4 separate regions of the Mus musculus genome follow, and all the other regions are linked to region 3. Evidence: chromatin contacts called from public Hi-C, HiCAR-type and promoter capture Hi-C data. All regions are on one chromosome and are shown on one strand. Each heading gives the region's core, a stretch centred on a gene start, on an enhancer-like site or on the middle of the called end of the contact. The rest is flanking DNA. Distances are from core to core; before and after follow the strand shown. Region 1 holds the start of Gpc3 (glypican 3). Region 2 holds the start of Rap2c (RAP2C, member of RAS oncogene family). Region 3 holds the start of Hs6st2 (heparan sulfate 6-O-sulfotransferase 2). Region 4 overlaps Gpc3 (glypican 3).

Region 1 (2,788 bases), core at 256-2,755, 930 kb before region 3:
TTATTGAATGAACAAATGAAGACTTGAATAAATTGCTCAGTTGCCTTCATATTGCTTTCTCTTTCTTCATAGCCCCCTATTCAAGACACAGCCCCCCTCCAGCTGTGTTTATCTATGTCTCCAAGCATACTTCTGTCTAGTTAAAAAAAAGAACACAATCAGACAACAAGCTAGTTTACACCGAGATATCAAATTCATTAATTGTAGAAATACTGAGCTCCTACTACATACAAGACACTGGGCTAAAGTTGTCTACGTGTGCACATGAGTGGAGTCACAAAGAGAACCAATCTGATGGAATGATTCAATTTCTGTAGAGCATAGATAATGATTATATGCTTTTTCTTCTCAAAGGGGCATTTGATTCTCAAAGAAATGTCTTTCCATTGGTGAGAATTAAGTAGAAGAAACGTGGATTGACATCCAGGAAATCTTCTAAATAGGGCTCTACTCCAGGTATGAAACAGACTAACCATGACTTAATGAATTTCATCTGTAAAATGATTTCCTGAATGAGTTACTCTCACCAGCTACACTTTGCTTTATGAGGGTCGCCCGTGATTATCCTGTAGATGATATGATTCACCTAGGAATCAGGATCAAGTGCCTAAATTCACACACACACACACACACACACACACACACACACACACACACACACACATGCACACATTTACTTTGTGTGGTTCTATTGAATGAGACCCAGCAAGCTACACGGGCTTCCAGACCTTTTAGGTACAAAGATGAGCCAGGCTGTGAAATCCAGAGGTCCCCAGCGCTCTGGAACGTGACTATTTGTGGGTAGGCTTTGAGGGCTTGGCCACAGCTGCATTGGGAAAGGGTTCCCAAGAAACCTTTCTCAGAAAACAGCAAGGAGAGGGATTTTGTGCTTAGGAAACCTTGTGTGGGCTCTGGTGGCCAGAAGGAGCCAGATCTGGGTGGGAGAAGGCCTAGGGTCGAGTCGGGTGTGTGTGTGTGTGTGTGTGTGTGTGTGTGTGTGTGTGTGTACCTAAACCGCAGACCTCCACTCCACTCCAAGGAAGATGGAGAGCTTGCAAAGGCTGAAAAGGAAAAGCCCTCCCGGCTGTAGGCCAAAGGGAGGCGGAAAGGAGGAGTGAGGCTGGGGAACTTCTCCCAGAGCCAGTCAGAGGGGACTGCTGCTGGGAAGCCAATCAGCGTGCCTGAGCCTGCAGCCCCTCTGCAGTAGTTATGCCAGAGCGCCCAGTGTAGAGCAGCGGCGAGCGAGTGTCAGGGCAGGATTGCCGGGAGCCACCGCACACGCTCCTTATCCTCTTCCCGCGCCTCTCCCACCAAGGCTTGCCCGCCACCTTGGTAAACCCAATCTCCCAGCTAAGCTCCTTGCCACGCCCCGCATCCCGCAGGCCAGCAGCTACACGACCCCACGCCGTCCTCCAGGCAGCGCGGCTCGCCTTGCCTCGCCCCGCCCCGTCCCTCCTCGCCACGCCCACAAGGCTCCGCCCCGGGCCGCCCCGCACCGCCAAGCTGTTCCCGCCCTCGCCCAGCGCCCAGGTAGCTGCGAGGAAACTTTTGCGGCGGCTGGGTAGCGGCTCCTCTCTTGCTCTGTCGGGCTACTGCCAGACTTGCTGAGTCTCGGGACCGCTCCGGCTCTTATTGCCACTCTCTCGTGCTCTCCTCGCTCCCCCAAGAAGCAGGATGGCCGGGACCGTGCGCACCGCGTGCTTGCTGGTGGCGATGCTGCTAGGCTTGGGCTGCCTGGGACAGGCGCAGCCCCCGCCGCCTCCAGACGCCACCTGTCACCAGGTCCGTTCTTTCTTCCAGAGACTGCAGCCCGGACTCAAATGGGTTCCAGAAACCCCTGTACCAGGTGAGTAGGGGTCCCTTGAGCATTCCCCGCGCACAGTGGAAAGCCAAGGCGCGCGTGGTGGCTCTTCCCAGAGCGCGCTAGCCTGGTGGGGCCGCAGCGGCCGTGCTCTCTGCTGCAGGATACCTGGGAATGGTTGCTGTGCCTGGGGCCTGGACCATCTACCAAGGGAGGGAAGCACAGTATGGGACTCTGTCCACATGCCCCGGGCTCACGCTGCTGTCAGGAACTGTGCAAGCCAGAGCGAGGAACAGCAGAGATCGCCTTTCTAGCGCCCATTTTTTTTGGGGGGGGGAGGGCGGGAAGGTGGGAGCTGGCTCCCCTCTGCTCTTAGCAAACCGGCTTCACAACGTGAAGACTGTGACTCGGGAATTTATCTCCCTTACTAGCACGTCTGCCTTAGCTGGACCCGTAGTTCTGGCCACACTTTATCCACCGTGTGTCCCCCCATGCTTTCCGTTCCCCAGTCTGGGTTCCCGAGGCTGGCCGGGCCCAAGTGCAGGCAAAGTTGAGCACAAATCTTTGAATCCTCAGAGGCTAGAGAAGACACAGTGAAGGAAACTTTTGAGTAGGAGGGTCCTCCAAAACGTGCAAGACTGAGCCTTTCCCTTCAAAACAGCTTCCCTTATCTAGGTTGGCAAATCTCTTTAAAAATCGGCGGTGCTTGGCCTACGGAGCACGAATCCAAAAAGGATTTGACTCCTCCCCCGCCCAAATTCATCTGCCTTGACAGGCTGGACCCCGAAGAGGAGAAGATTTTAGGCAGAGGAAAGTTTCAGAGCGCCTGCCTTTTGTTCTGCACAATCAGATCATTTTGTAGGGGCATATTTTAACCTTAGCTCAGGGCTGCCGCTGTCAACAGATGAATATTAATTGCCTTGTGTGATTGACTGTCCAGCGGTTGGGCGCTTAACGCCTGCCTTAGAATCCAATCAGGGCAAGTTG
Region 2 (2,919 bases), core at 90-2,589, 660 kb after region 3:
GATAAAGTACAGAGTGCCATACATGACTAAAACAGCACCTTCAAAAATCAAGAGCCCACACCAACTCTAAGGGTCCTTTGCATACTTTGCTTCGGAAACATATCAAGTGGAAAGAAATAATAGCTAAGAGAATTAACTTCCTAAACTGTTTTATTTTCCCAGTAACTTCCAGCCGAGGGATATCTGGTGTTCTCAGCACTTAGATTATTGGCTGGCGGTCTCGGGCCAGGGAGGGAATCAGGTCCTCAGAAGCAGCTGCTCGACACCTAGAAGCCTAGGGACTTGGGCGGGCCCGGGGTCGAGCCATATGGCCGACCGCTCAGGGCGTGAAGGCTGGAGCTGAAGGTTTCCCCGAAGCGCCCTTTCTCAAGGCCATTGCCCCGACCTGTAACCCGGCCGGGCGGCCCGGCTCGCTCGCTCTCTCGGCGCTCGGCAGGGCGCGGCCCTAGCGCCACCCGGCTCGCCCCGAAGAAGAGGTGGGACTTTCCCCACCGGAAGTGAACGCGTCCAGTCTCGGGGAATTGGGGCACCTCAGCCAGTGTGTCAGGGAAACCCTTCCGGGTTTATATTGGGGGTGGGGGGTGGGGGGTGGGGGGTAGGGGAGGAAAAAAAAAAAGAGGTGGGTTCAACCGGAGTCCCTGCGGCCACCGCCGCCGCCACCGCCGCCGCCGGTCCGCCCCCGCCCCTTCCCCGTCCTTCCGCTAGCAGCAGGGCCCGGGCGGCCCGGTGGCCATGGCCTTGGCTTGACTTAGCCTCCCGGGCGGCTGGGAGCGTGTGGCCAGGACAGCAGGGTAAGCGGCGGCAGAGGTGGCGGCTGCGGGCGCCAGCGTGGAGGTCAGGCAACACCTAACGCGCGTCCCCTTCTTCCCTCTTCCCCGTTCCCCTCCCCCCCCCCCCCCGTTACAGGTCACACGAGCTCCGCGGGACCCTGGGGGCCCAGAGACCCCGCCCCAGCGATAGCGAGCGAGCGAGCGCGCGCGCGCGCGCGGCGGGGCCCGGAGGCTTCGGGCCGGCTCGGCAGGCAGCGGCGCCGGCAGGAAGCGGGGACCCCGGGCCCCTTTGTGTGTGTGTGCGCGCAGGGCGGGGGGGAGGGGTGGCGGGCAGCCCCCGGCCGCCAGGCCCCCGCCCCTTCCCGCGTGGGGGTGCGCCGCGGCTCCCCCCAACCGTCGCTCGGACGCTCGCCGGCGCGCCCTCCTCCCCACGCCCCCCAGGCCGCCCTGGGTTCCTATAGGAAGGGCATCAGCATCCCATCCCCACCCACCCGACGACACTTGGCTCTTTTCCCCTCCCCCTCCTGGAACTTCCTCCTCGTCCCCGGTCGGGCCCTCCGCCTCTCTCCGCACTCTCCTCCCCAGTTCGCACATTTCCGCCCACCTTCCGCCTGGCCTTGCCGCAGCGCAGCTAGCGGGGTGTTATTTTTTCCCCCCCTTGGGTAAGGAGTTGGTGAAGGTGAGACTCATGAGGGAATACAAGGTAGTGGTGTTAGGGAGCGGAGGGGTTGGCAAATCTGCCCTCACCGTGCAGTTTGTCACCGGGACTTTCATTGAGAAATATGACCCCACCATTGAAGATTTCTACCGCAAAGAGATCGAAGTGGACTCTTCCCCGTCAGTACTGGAAATCCTGGACACCGCAGGAACCGAGCAGTTTGCCTCCATGAGAGATCTGTACATCAAGAACGGCCAAGGTTTCATCCTGGTGTATAGTTTGGTTAATCAACAGTCTTTTCAGGTAATCAAACCAAGTCTTGTAATTTCTTTGAAGGGGGTGTGGTAATCCTACATGTACTTCTCATTTGCTTGAGCTGTGCGTTAATGAGCGTGTTTGGCTTTTGAAAGTTTGGCATGGTATGGAAAAGCCCTGGATTGTTTCTGTAGAGAGTGCTAAAGTAACAGACATCGACAAATATTTTAAAGTTATTTTTAAGGAAAAGAAAAGTGAAAAGGAAATAGGTCAGCCTGAGTATTTTTAGCCCTACGGTACAACCTGAAGTTGTTTATTCACTTCAACAAGTATCGATTAACGTGTTCACAAAACCTTCCGTAGATAACCTCAAGTGCGGAGCACGGTGGGCTGGGCGAAATTGTTTGAAGTCCATTCTCTCGTACACTGAGCTAAAACCTGTGTGCCTGCTTTTCCTTCCCCCTGCTCTCCTAGCTCCTAAGGTCCTCAGCTTGAAGCCTAAATCTCAGTGGTGCAAAATGCGGGCTAGGCCTGCTTTCTTGGCATTTTTCTTAGGGGAATGCAGCCGAAAGGGGAAGTTGCTGCTCTAAAAGACTAGTACCTAGGATTCCTAACCCACAGAAAGCAAGGATGACTCTCCTTTTCTCCCGTCGAGCCATATCGTTTCTGCCATCGTAGCCTATACTTACAGAAAAATATGTGGGACTGGGAACGCAGATTTCTTAGCCCAGTGGGGTAGCCAACCTGGATCTGGTCCAGTTGCTTCAGAAAATCCCTCCATCCCTCACCGGGAACTAGACTGAAGTTAACGTTATTTTAAGAGATGCACTAATTGTTGCTATTTATTCCTTGAAAATAAATGACCTTATATTGACCCGTTATATTGACCTCCATTGATTTAGGAAACGGATTTTTTTTCTGCATTTAAAGGTATGCACTTAATGTTGCTTACTTAAGAAATATTAAGTGCCTTAGCCAGAGTAATGTGCTAGTTTCACATTCTTTGGGAGTTGAAGTTAAAGTGCTATGTATGAATTTTTCTGGTAACCTTATACAACAACTTCAAGAACTTCTTTGTAAAGAGTATAAGTTCTGGGCAAATGACTCCAAAGAACATGCTAGGTAGACTCACATTCCAAACAAAAGTAGCATAAAGCATTTCCCCCAGAAGTGCTGAGGGTATTATTTGACAGGTATTTTCCTTCTAAGGGATCCTCGAAAGATTTGTTTTTCATT
Region 3 (2,700 bases), core at 142-2,641:
ATTGACACCTGCAGCAGCTAGACAAAGAATCCTTTAGTGTCCCTGTAGATTCCCTGGGGCATGGGTAAGTACAGCTAGGACTGGGGATTCTGAGTAGAAGGGCTAGGTGACAGTTAAAAAAAAATGGCCTGACAAGAACCCTTCTTTAACTAGCCTCACACTCATTTGGTACACCTAGGCAAGAAGCATTGCAGATAAACATCACCTAGTATTTTGAGTTGCCTAAAGGTTTCTACATTTTATCCTCACACTAGCCTAATTGGTTAAAATGGAGGCATTACTATTAGTCTTATGTGACAGAAGAGGAAATTGAGCCTCAGGAAGGGCAAATTATTTTGCCATAGTTTCTGTAAGCAAGTGGAATAATCCCAAGGGCTCCTGAATCAGGCTTTGCATGCTGCTCCACTGTGCAAGGGAGATAATGTTCTGGAGAGAAACACCCCTATACTAGCTAGCACTCAGCTTACAGCATCCTTTTCCAGTGGCCACCACCACCGGTGCTACTACTTTGAAACATTGCTGCTAACCCACACATCTTGTGCATCAGTTAGGCTGGGAGTGCATGTTCAGTAATGGAAACTCCAGTGTCTTCATGCACTGCACATTCCCCCATTCATTAGCTAGGAAATGTCTGCGACCCAGCTTGCCAGGGGCCTTGTTCTGAAGGAATATCCCTTCTTAAATCTCTGCAGCCCTGTTTTCCCAGATGAAAAGAGCCCTTGGACAACTGGGCTTGATAATAAACCCATACATATTTATTTAGAGACATGTTCTAATTATGAAAAAACTAAAAGGTTGGATCGTGCTTGGTTTTCTGAGAATAAATCCCGGTTCTGTGCTGTGTGACCTTGGGTGCATATCTAATTCTCTCTGGGCTTCAGATTCTTCATATGCCACAACACCTTGAGCAAGATGGTCTGACTCTGATGTGGTGTGTAGTTAGACATCCATCCATTCAATCAACGGTAGTGAGTGAGTGAAATCTTTCTGAGGGCGGTGGGCTTGGTGCATGAGATTCATAAGGGGACAGGAATTAGAGTGAGAGTGCTTTGAAAATGCTCAAAAATCCCCCGTGTAAGGTTTTTTAGTCATGCTTTATTGCCATGCTGACTTACCTTTTCAGAAAATACCCCCCTCTTCCGTTGCAGAATGGAAATTGGCAAAGAGAGAGGGAAAGGGTCCAATTTGCGCCTTTGCTATTTTAAGGGAGGCTGAAATTATGAGCCAAAGTGGAGTGATGCGCTCTCTGGAGTGACCTCCGTTCTCCAACACAGGAGAAAACCCAGGTCTTTTGCTTGTGAAGTGGCTGGGGCTCTTGGGCGCGAGGCATTATTATATAAATTCAGGCTCGCTCCTGATCCTTAGTACCCTGAGTTGCCTGAAGGGGGGAATGGCACTGCCTGCGTTTGCAGCCCGGGCGCTCGGGCCGCCACTGCAACCGGAGCAAGGAGCGCCCGCCCGCACCACCTGTCCCCGCCGGCATTCCAGAGTAGAGGCCGAATTGGCAGCAAGCCGGCCCGGGTCTGTTGCCGCCTCAGTCCGCGCCGGCCCTCCTAGGGGTGTGTCTCTCGGATTCAACTCCCCGCCGCTCCAGGACAAGCCCCCAAAGGCATTTTCTTCCTTGGCGGGAGCCTTGCGCGCCCCGCTCTTCGCGCTGCTGCCTCGAGGCCGCCGCAGGCGGATGCACGACCTCAGGCGACGCTGGGACCTGGGCTCCCTCTGCCGGGCCCTGCTCACTCGGGGCCTGGCAGCCGTGGGCCACTCGCTCAAGCACGTGCTCAGTGCGATCTTCTCCAAGATTTTCGGTCCCTTGGCCAGGTACGTGGTGAGCGAACGTGGGGCTTTCGCTCCGGGTCCAGGGTGAGCCCGGGCGGCGGGAGGAGGGAAGGCAGTTGGGAGCGAGGGCAAGGCTCAAAGTTCCAGGGTGCCGGTGGTGGCGGGGCTGGGGGACTCGAGACGGGTTGAGCGCGCAACTGACCGCTGTTCCGCGGGAAAGGGCTGCGCTGCCTCTGCTTGCAAAGTCAGGCAGCCCGCGGGCTCCTTCCTTCTCCCCCTGGGGAACCCCGAAGCCCCAGCTCACTTCTAGAGGCCACCCGGTGAGCAACGGGACGCGCGCCAAGGGAGCCCGGGTTTAGGGTCAGCAGCTCGCGCACAAGGAGGGAAATGGGGTCCGGGGCCCCAGAGAGTCCCGCGGGCCAACGGGATGGGGATGGGAGCTCGAGAGAGGAGAGCGGGAAGCACCCAGCGCCTGAAGAGGGGTGGCGTGAGTTAGGGAGTAGAGAGACCAGGACCGGAGGGATCCTGCGGCCGCGGAGTGGGTCGGGGTTTTTCCGCGGGGGAGGGGGCCAACGGCCAGCGGGATGGAGTCGGGGTGAGGGGGGGTGTGCGGCAGAAGCCACAGCGCTGAGCCTGCCGGGAAGGAAGGAAGCGGGGAAGGGCGCCGCCGCCGCCGTGGTGGAGTACTCGGTACGGACGGGAGGGGAAAGGGGCGCAACGGTGGCGCCACGGGGAGGGGGCGGTGCGGGAGCGAGGCGAGCACGGGCCAAGCTGCGGGATTGACGTAACGAGCTTGGGTTTCCCCCAGCGTCGGGAACATGGATGAGAAATCTAACAAGCTGCTGCTGGCTTTGGTGATGCTCTTCCTATTTGCGGTGATCGTCCTCCAATACGTGTGCCCCGGCACAGAATGCCAGCTCCTCC
Region 4 (2,700 bases), core at 118-2,617, 640 kb before region 3:
AAATCCATGCTGGTCATATTCCAAAGCTCACACTCTTAACTGCTATGCAGCATGACCTGCTCGCTGTGTAAAGTACATATATAGCCATTAATTCTAGCCTTGTGCATTTGAGGTTCTGGCTTCATCTCAAAAGTGCAGAGTTTCCAATTGTTTCCAATTACTTGTGGCTGTGGTTTGGTGCATTTGTTCAAAGAAAGTGTGCATGCAAAGCGGGGGTCACATGCAAGGCCTCGTGGATGTACACAATGTGTAAATCGTATTGGCATTCCAAAAAGTCCAAGATTCATTGGAGTTACCACATTTGTTTCTCATTAGATTATGCTACTCAAAGACAAACAGTAAAGCATGTGTTTACATTACTGTGGACATGGAGAGCCATGCCCCCAAAACATTCCTTGCAGGTTGTATAAAGCTAAGCACCCAAACAATTCCAAATCAGTTTTTGTGAGCCCAGCTTAATAGCTTTAAAATGTAACCTGGATTCCCCACCCCTCCCCCCAAAAATTGCCTAGAAGACATGTGAGCAGCCAAAGAGACATCAGCTCAATACCCAAACTATGTATCAAACCCCGTATTTCCAGTATCTATTTTGTTAGTTATTCTTTATTATTTTGTAAATGTTAAGGTGATTAGAGTCAAGAAAACTCTTAGCTGTATAGCAACAGGAATGGCATTATTGATTCCATCCTAACTGGCTGTCCAAAGCCTATCAAAACAAACCCATTCATGATGAGATGGTTTGGTTATGTAAGACACAGTAGATGCAAAGCAAGACAGGGGCATCCAGTGTTATTAAGAGCATAGCGTTGTTGCCCCTTCTTGGTTTTGTTTTGTTTTGTTTTGTTTTACTTTTGAAACAGGGGTCTCACTATGAAGCCTCTGCTACTCTGGAACTCCCTAAGCAGACCATGCAAGCCTCTAACTCACAGAGATCCAGTTACCCACCTCTCTCTGCTAGGGTGCTGGAATTAAGGCGTGCACCACCACACCTACTTTTATTGCCCTGTCTTTACTTTCCTACCCAATAGTAAAAGTCTTTCCCATCAAGTTGTAGTTAACACCTAGCCTCCAAGAGAACGTCATAGAGTAGGAAGTTACCAGAAATCAAGGCAACCGAATTAAAAAAGGGTAACTGAAAGTCTCAGTTATAGATGTCTTTACCTAACTAGTACGTTTCTTAGAGCACTTGGGACTTAAGGACTTAATGATTTTTTTTTTTTACTAAGATCTTTATCAATCACCCAGTAAGGTCTTATATACTCTCTGAGGCTCAGAGTGTTCCCTTGATGAAGAAACTGGGAATGGCAGACTTCCCTGCCGCAAAAATTCGAGGGCTGCATTCCAAAGGACTTTGTGAGTATGTGAGAGGACATGTGCTCAGTCCCAGCTCAGTGTGAGGCTGATAAGACTCTTGCCCTTACAATCAGGACAGTAACAAGAGGCGCATTGTCTGTACCATGTAGACAGATCAAGAGGGGTTTCTCCCATGGGCCTCATTGCAGCATATTTGATCCCTGTAAGAACAAGAAGTATATTATTCAGATCTTTGTTCTCTTGTCAACCAAGCATGAAAAGAACGTTGACCAAATTGTGTTGTCCCATGTTGTAGTGCCCCTTTGTGGATATGTATTTAAGAATATGAAATTGATATATTCTAGAAAGCCTGGTTTTTTTTTCCTGCACCCTGATTCTAATTTTCTTACATAATTATGTCAGGGTTTTGTTTCCTTTTATTGCATGAACCTGAGTACCCGTTTCTATGCTTACTTTTCAGTGTTTGCCTTTCTGATCAAATGAAGTCAATCACCTTTATAGAAGAGGCTTTTCATTCTCCTTACAAGGGGATTTTTATTAACTATGATGGCAAAAGGTCATGATGGCCATACCTCAGGAAAAAGAAAAATGTCATTGTCTTCTACTCTCTTCACAAACTGGTTTGAAGAGTAATAACAAGGATTCCAGCAAGCATAATAATAATAATCACATACATCTGGCTAGCACCATTCAAGTCCAAAGCCAGCTCCAGAGAGTTTCTAAGAAGCAGGGTAATAGTGTGAAACCTTTATTAGAGTGTGACATAAACCTTAAATCTCAGTTACTTAGGAAGCTGAGGCAGGAGAATATCTTTGAACTCTTAAGTGTGAGACCAGCCTGAGAACATTCTAGAACCTGACCCCCCCCCAAAAAAAACACAAACAAATAACAAAAGTACCTCATCTGGGGTTTAGTCACATTAAGACTCTGGAAGACAGGTGTATTTAGAAATGCAGATGTGTTTTGTCTTTGAGATGTTATGAATCCAGCTTAGGACCTCATACCTACCAAACTCTCTGGAACTTACCACTGAGCTACATCCCCAGCCTAGGGAGCCTCATTTCCAACAAGCATCTTAGATAACTTTTATACAAGTTTTATTCTCATTTCCATGGTTGTCTATGGATTCGGAGTACACTCTCTTTAATCTAGCAATCCTACTAAAGGAAATGATAAAAAATGTGAGGTGATATGAAAACACTTGATGAGAATAACTATGTGTGGGAAGTCAGACATAACTATAATGCAAACATTGGATGCTGAAAAGTGGTTAAGGAAATTTTGATAAATTCCTTTATTGCTGTATGTTTTTACCACAGTTCAAATACTATAGTTTTCTTATTCATTATAAGACTTCTATGAGGCAAACACTATTTCTCACATTTT

Evidence for each region. Promoter capture Hi-C pulls out the DNA fragments that hold promoters and counts their contacts. A called contact is a pair of places that touch in the nucleus more often than the background predicts. HiCAR-type assays count read pairs that join an accessible place to other places.
Region 1: a HiCAR-type map of astrocytes shows a contact between it and region 3, with 5 times the contacts expected there. The contact joins the promoter of Gpc3 here to the promoter of Hs6st2 in region 3. A contact is called at or near these places in 2 of 39 promoter capture datasets (hippocampal neurons and liver) and 1 of 115 datasets of contacts at active chromatin or transcription factors (astrocytes).
Region 2: a Hi-C map of LSK cells shows a contact between it and region 3, with 7 times the contacts expected there. The contact joins the promoter of Rap2c here to the promoter of Hs6st2 in region 3. A contact is called at or near these places in 1 of 39 promoter capture datasets (embryonic stem cells), 2 of 484 Hi-C or Micro-C datasets (LSK cells and embryonic stem cells) and 1 of 115 datasets of contacts at active chromatin or transcription factors (epiblast stem cells).
Region 4: a contact with region 3 is called in a promoter capture Hi-C map of the 3T3-L1 cell line, with 4 times the contacts expected there. The contact joins the enhancer-like site here to the promoter of Hs6st2 in region 3. A contact is called at or near these places in 4 of 39 promoter capture datasets (the 3T3-L1 cell line, hippocampal neurons and liver) and 1 of 9 other capture datasets (adipose tissue).

The regions. Positions count from the first base shown.
Region 1 is chrX:52,612,691-52,615,478 of GRCm38.p6, reverse strand. Gpc3 (glypican 3) reads left to right here and starts at 1,505. Exons shown (of 8, transcript NM_016697.3): 1 at 1,505-1,846. The coding sequence starts at 1,675. All of the region lies in intron 4 of A630012P03Rik (RIKEN cDNA A630012P03 gene), which reads right to left.
Region 2 is chrX:51,016,438-51,019,356 of GRCm38.p6, reverse strand. It overlaps Rap2c (RAP2C, member of RAS oncogene family), which reads left to right and starts at 1,339. Exons shown (of 3, transcript NM_172413.2): 1 at 1,339-1,731. The coding sequence starts at 1,459.
Region 3 is chrX:51,680,293-51,682,992 of GRCm38.p6, reverse strand. It overlaps Hs6st2 (heparan sulfate 6-O-sulfotransferase 2), which reads left to right and starts at 1,391. Exons shown (of 5, transcript NM_001077202.2): 1 at 1,391-1,818; 2 at 2,585-2,700. The coding sequence starts at 1,391. Gm35727 (a long non-coding RNA gene) reads right to left here and starts at 1,236. Exons shown (of 3, transcript XR_391681.3): 1 at 1,116-1,236.
Region 4 is chrX:52,319,483-52,322,182 of GRCm38.p6, reverse strand. All of the region lies in intron 6 of Gpc3 (glypican 3), which reads left to right. Among named protein-coding and RNA genes, the nearest start is that of Mir6384, 57 kb to the left of the region's middle. Within about 2 kb of position 1,367, at least 6 of the 459 cell types and tissues checked have an H3K27ac peak or open chromatin away from gene starts, as enhancers often do.